Regions from separate parts of the Drosophila melanogaster genome. Here region 1 is linked to region 2. The links are chromatin contacts, called in public HiChIP or PLAC-seq maps. All regions are on one chromosome and are shown on one strand. Each heading gives the region's core, a stretch centred on a gene start, on an enhancer-like site or on the middle of the called end of the contact. The rest is flanking DNA. Distances are from core to core; before and after follow the strand shown. Region 1 holds the start of lds (lodestar). Region 2 holds the start of CG1965.

Region 1 (2,700 bases), core at 200-2,699, 850 kb before region 2:
ACTATATATTAGACGAACTAACTTGACAGCCCTATTAACCTTACCTTTAGCGATTCCAGGGTCAGTGCCTTCTGGTTGTTAAATGTGGCCATTCCTTGGGCACCCGTGTAGACGGGCTTTATTTCATTGACCGCCTCCGACAACTCATCCCAGTCAAGAGTATCGATTGATGGAGCTCTGGGTGGATTTAGTGTTGGCTTAACCACTCTGACGGCAGGCACATTACTCTGCTGAACCCTTAGTGCGCTAATCCATTGCTCGTCCATTGCGAGCTCACGGCGCAGGGTGTCAATGCGCTTCATAATCTGGCTGCCCTTATCGGGCAGCTTGTGGGCCACTTTCTCGAAGAGCTTCTCCGCATCGCTTACCTGAACGCGCTTTTCGGCCAGCTTACGCATCTCCTCATCGTAGACCACCTGGCTGACCACCTTCTGGTCCTCGCTCTTAATCCGAGATCGACGTGGAGCGGCAGGAGATGTCTTTTGCTTAAGAACCGCTTGTATTGTTGGCTGACTGAGATTCTTGCTTGTCTTGACCACCGAAGCGCCAGCACTGCTTCTGGGCGACAAAGACTTTGATGGGCGTTCAAACGGCGGGCCGGACATGTTTTCCTTATTGGTGGTGGCATCGTCGTCTGTGCTGGATAGTATCTCAATAGGTGTCTCCTTGTTGCTGAGTATGAGCACATCACTGCCACTGGAGTCGTCCAAGACCTCAGAATCCGCAGCGCCAATCGTCGAATGGAGGTCGTTCTGTATATTACCAGCAAACTGTGTGGTGTAGCGCGGCACGACCGCTTCGGCAGTGGGTGCCTCCGTGGGTCCCTCCTGCACTTCATCGCTGTACTCGATCTCGCTGTCGTCATCGCTGAGATCCTGAGGCCGCACTCCAGTGATGCTCATGCGGGTGCTGGGTGACAAAGCGCGCTGTTCCAGCTCGTCCTCCTCATCCTCGCTATCGGAGGGGATTCCCAAGGGCTTCCTCTTAGTGTTCCTAGCGGACGGACGAACGCTGTCGTCCTCAGAGTCTTCTGACTCCTGGGAATTTTGCGAGTTGTCGGACTCATCGGACTTTTCGGATTCCGCAGTCTCACTCGACTGGGACTCTTCCTCCTCTGATTGCGTTTCATCTATAACCACGCCAGCGCTGCTGGGGCGCGAGGATTTGCTGAGTCGCGACGATTTGCTGAGCCGCGAGGATTTCCTTGATCGGCCTGTATTGCATGTTAAGTGAATGACATGAACTGGGCACCAAACTAAAAGCGATCCAAAAATTACTTACCTAAACTGGAGTTGTTGACCACCGAGTCTTCCTCCTTGTCACTATAATACTCGCTGTTTTCACTGGACATTTTTAGCTATAGGTATTTTACAAAAAATGCTTGTAAATCAGCGCCATTTATTTCAGAATGGAGATGCCACCTGATCAAAACAATGCCACAAACTATCGATATTTTAGAAAGCAGAAGATCGCGCCGAGTCGTGTGGCAGGCCAAATAGTTTAAACATCAAAAATCGAGCCTACTGCACATATTTTGGTACCATCTGCCCACAGTGTGAACGCTTCGCAACGAAATGATCGGTTATAATGCACCTTTTAAAATCGATTATCGATTACCCGGTGTTTATTTTAAAAGATTTAATGAATCTTTTAACTTGTCGCTTCGTTTTTTGAGCTTTTAGTTATCAAATGGAATTAGATCGTAGGTTTTCCGGGAGCATTTACTTTGTTGTTCATCCTAATAGAGTCGTTTTCAGTTCCACGGAGTCCGTGTTCGAGATCGGACTTGCCGCCGTGTTGCAGTTTATCTGTGATCTCAAGCTTAAATAATACCCAATCCAGGTATGGAAGCAGTCCAATATACCCAATGGAATCATCTTCACCATCAGATACAACCGAAATCCACAAACAATCGTGCAGCATTCAAGACCAGAGCAGCGTCCCCGTGCCGGACAGCTCTGGTGAAATTAACAACTGGATGGAGCCTGAGCCAGTTGACAGTCTCGAATTGTCAGGTGGTAAGAACCTGGAACATGCAATGCCACTTCTTCTTACTTACCTCGACCTTTCCCCAACAGAATATGCCGACAATGAAAGTGCAATTTTTGTCAGTGCTTCGGAGTATAACGAAAAAAAAGCACAGATCGATCAGCTGGTGCAAAAGATACTCACAATGGAGCAGCAGCAGCGGCAACTGGAGGAGAACGCGTCCGAAACCAAGGAGCTTTGCGATTTAAAGTTGCACCTGGAGAAGCTCAATGCCCGCCTGGAGGCGCTGGGCGAATTCCTGGACACTTTGCGTTTGCGGGAGGACCAGCAGGAGATCAAAATCGAAGATAACTCGGAACTGGTGGACCACACCGAGCAGCCCAAGTGGAGCAATTTGTACTCCGGTCTGAACCGCTATCGACAAAAGGCCAACCACACTGCAGCGCAGTTCTATCAGCACAAGAGCAACATAATCGACAGTCTGAAGGTAAAATACTGACTATTGCACACCAAGGATTAATGGTTTAATAGCCAGGATTAATTGCTTTTATGCTTTTTATTAGTACTTTTATAAATTGTATATTTTTAAATCTTTAAATGCGCCCTATTCTAGACCCTGTATGAGCCCATTCAGCCACGTCCTGCAATCGATGACTTGGAAAAGCAACCCGCTTTGCTGTTAGTGCGCCTGCTAAAGCATCAGCAGTCTTG
Region 2 (2,700 bases), core at 3-2,502:
TAGGGTGAAGCATTGGTATTCATGCTGCTTTTGTGGAAGGGAAGACATGCGACTATCAATGGTGGGAAAATTACTATTTATGTGACTACGTTAGCAATGGCTTTGATTTTTGGTAATTCAAAAAATATATCTTTGAATGTTACATAATATTTAAATAGTTTTCTTCTGGTAAGGTCAAGTTGTATGCGTCAATTTATTATCAAAGAAAGAATGAGTTAGAATGTTCTGTGATAAATTTTCTAATTCGTGGTCATAGTTACAGTAGTAGTACTTAAAGATCGCATTATAATTGGAAATTTTATGTTGAGTGATAGTTGGATCGCAGATCCTAGACACTTCCCATCACTGACCAGTTAAAACGCCAAGCAAATCAACGTCTAAGCTACTAATATTTTAAAATTGGCACTTCAGACCAGAAAAACCAACTAATTTAATAACACATTTAAACTCATTCAGCCTAATCTTTGCTGCTAATTGTTCTACGATAATTCAATGTAATTTCTGATGTTGAAATTTCGTTAAACGGTATTATTGTAGAAGAAATTGAATAATAATAACCTTACCACAAAGTCGTCTGTGCGTATTTCGGTTTGGATCATATGATTATCACTTTTTTTACTTTTACTCTGATCGCTGGCACTTTTATATCTGCCAGCATTGGCAGGATTCGAGTTGGAATTCGGGGGACCCGATGATGGGCCACCGGACGACTCTAAATGCTGTGTACTACCATTTTCGCCCCCGGGATGTCCGCTGTTTTCCGCCCGTTCCTCGCGCTTCTTCTTGCGGCGTTCCTTGTCCAGCATGCGCATCACTTTCTTGCTATGCGACGACTTTCGCACCTGGAACACCTCGCCGTCATCCTCTGCAAAAGAATTGGGGATTTTGGCTCCATACTCTTTTTATATTCCGGTATCACTCACCATCATCTGCGAAGCTGAGCAGCGCCTTTGGCTTGCTGTTGTCCTCCTGCGGCTTTATGGCCTTCCGGCTCTTCTCTTTCTCCCTCTTGCCCGAAATTATGGGAGGCGGTGGCGCCTCCATTTCGGCGTCCGGATCCAAGGATGCGCCGTCCTCCTCTTCGTCAGCGTTGCTGGAGAACACGCGTCGCTGAATTTTCTTCGGTTTGCGAAAAAGCGACATTTTCCACGATGTTGTTGTTACTCTGCGATTTGTTTAATCAATGAAAAATCGGAAGAAAAGCGAATTTTCGCAAGATCTCTTCTTCTTGCTGTCGTATTGTAATAGAGATGAAAATCTTTCGATGTCGTTCTCGTGCTCACGTGAGTCACGAGCAGGGCTGGAACGTTAATTCTCGGTCCTCGGTCTAGCACTTACAAAACTTTTCTGTATTGAAAATATGAATAGCTTTACAAATTTTGAAACTATTGTAACAATTAAATAAAAATGTGATAAATACATTAATTTGTATACCCAGGGCAGCTACACATAAAACTGGTCTTATTAAAATATCGGCAAGAGCTTAGATGACTTTTCATCCCTAGATACCGACAACGGCCATCTCTAATCTCTGAATTCGGCGACCGCAGGGCGTTTCAAAACAGACCGAAAAGTCGTTAACTTATTGGTGCCTTGAGTCACAGAATCTCTAACATGGGCCTTAAAGGTTGTGAATTGCAATTGGACAACCCGTGGAACACCTACTACGCCGGTCAGACGGTCAACGGCCAGGTGAAGTTTACGTTCGACTCGCCCAAAAAAGTCCGAGGTAAGTGCGAATCCAAGTCCCAATTGTGGGCAGCGCTGGAGAATGCTAATTAAAACCCCAGCTGCTTACTATTACTCATAGGAGTGACGACACCTGTGTAAGAGTCAATGATTAATTGGAAATTTAGTAAATAAATATACATAGCACTTTCGTCTTCAATGTGCAGGATGTTCACTGGCTGTCGTTGGTAGTTTCCTTGCTAACTTCTTAAAATCCTGACGCAAAAAGCCGGCGCACCACCCACAAATGTCGGTTGCTCTTTCGGTGCCTAAACGACCTTGTTTTCAGAAAGCTGGCGGTTGTTAAACCCTCCAAAGAAATGCACTTTCTCCTCTTTTCAGTTGGGCGATAACAACTATAAATAGCTCCAAGTGTGAATGAATACAAAAGAAAGTAAATAAATATGTAGTACATTTGACGGGGGCATGTAACCTATGTGGCAAACATTCCACCATAATCAAATTTTGAGGTCACCAAACACGGGAGACAGATGCTGCCTGGTAGCGATGATGTCATCCGTTGAGTATGCCTTAGAAAGCTTTTCATATTATTTATAGCTAAAATTAAAGCGCCACAGTGACGTCGTCGATTGTCATTCCGTAAATACAGCCACTTGTTTCTCGTAGGTATTATCATTCGGTTCCTGGGAGAAGCCAACACCGAGTGGTCAGAGGAGAAGAGCGTAACCACCAGCGAGGGCAAGACCGAGAACGAGGTCACCCAACTGAAGGGGCATGAGGAGTACTTTAAGATCCAGTACTATCTGCTGGGCGGCAAAAACAGTAAGTACAAAAAACAGACCGGGAATTCACTCCCCGGTTGCCAGACCTTAGTTTATCTGAAAAGAATTGGAGGATTTAATTATTGAAAGTGTCTATTATTAAGCATAAATTTTTGTATTCTATGGTGTAAGAATTGGCCAAGAAGATTTTTGTTTAAAATTAAATTTGTCCTTATATGAATCGAATAAA

Evidence for each region. HiChIP or PLAC-seq counts read pairs in DNA pulled down with a chosen protein or histone mark.
Region 1: a contact with region 2 is called in an H3K27ac HiChIP or PLAC-seq map of the Kc167 cell line, with 4 times the contacts expected there. The contact joins the promoter of lds here to the promoter of CG1965 in region 2. A contact is called at or near these places in 7 of 107 Hi-C or Micro-C datasets (the Kc167 cell line, the S2 cell line, embryo and 2 more) and 1 of 6 datasets of contacts at active chromatin or transcription factors (the Kc167 cell line).

Annotation. Positions count from the first base shown.
Region 1 is chr3R:7,919,180-7,921,879 of dm6, reverse strand. It overlaps lds (lodestar), which reads right to left and starts at 1,449. Exons shown (of 5, transcript NM_080111.4): 1 at 1,282-1,449; 2 at 45-1,213. The coding sequence starts at 1,351. It overlaps CG10445, which reads left to right and starts at 1,581. Exons shown (of 5, transcript NM_001260045.1): 1 at 1,581-1,702; 2 at 1,758-2,018; 3 at 2,079-2,476; 4 at 2,603-2,700. The coding sequence starts at 1,868.
Region 2 is chr3R:7,065,953-7,068,652 of dm6, reverse strand. It overlaps CG1965, which reads right to left and starts at 1,252. Exons shown (of 9, transcript NM_141432.3): 1 at 924-1,252; 2 at 564-865. The coding sequence starts at 1,143. It overlaps CG1105, which reads left to right and starts at 1,517. Exons shown (of 4, transcript NM_141431.2): 1 at 1,517-1,729; 2 at 2,356-2,511. The coding sequence starts at 1,615.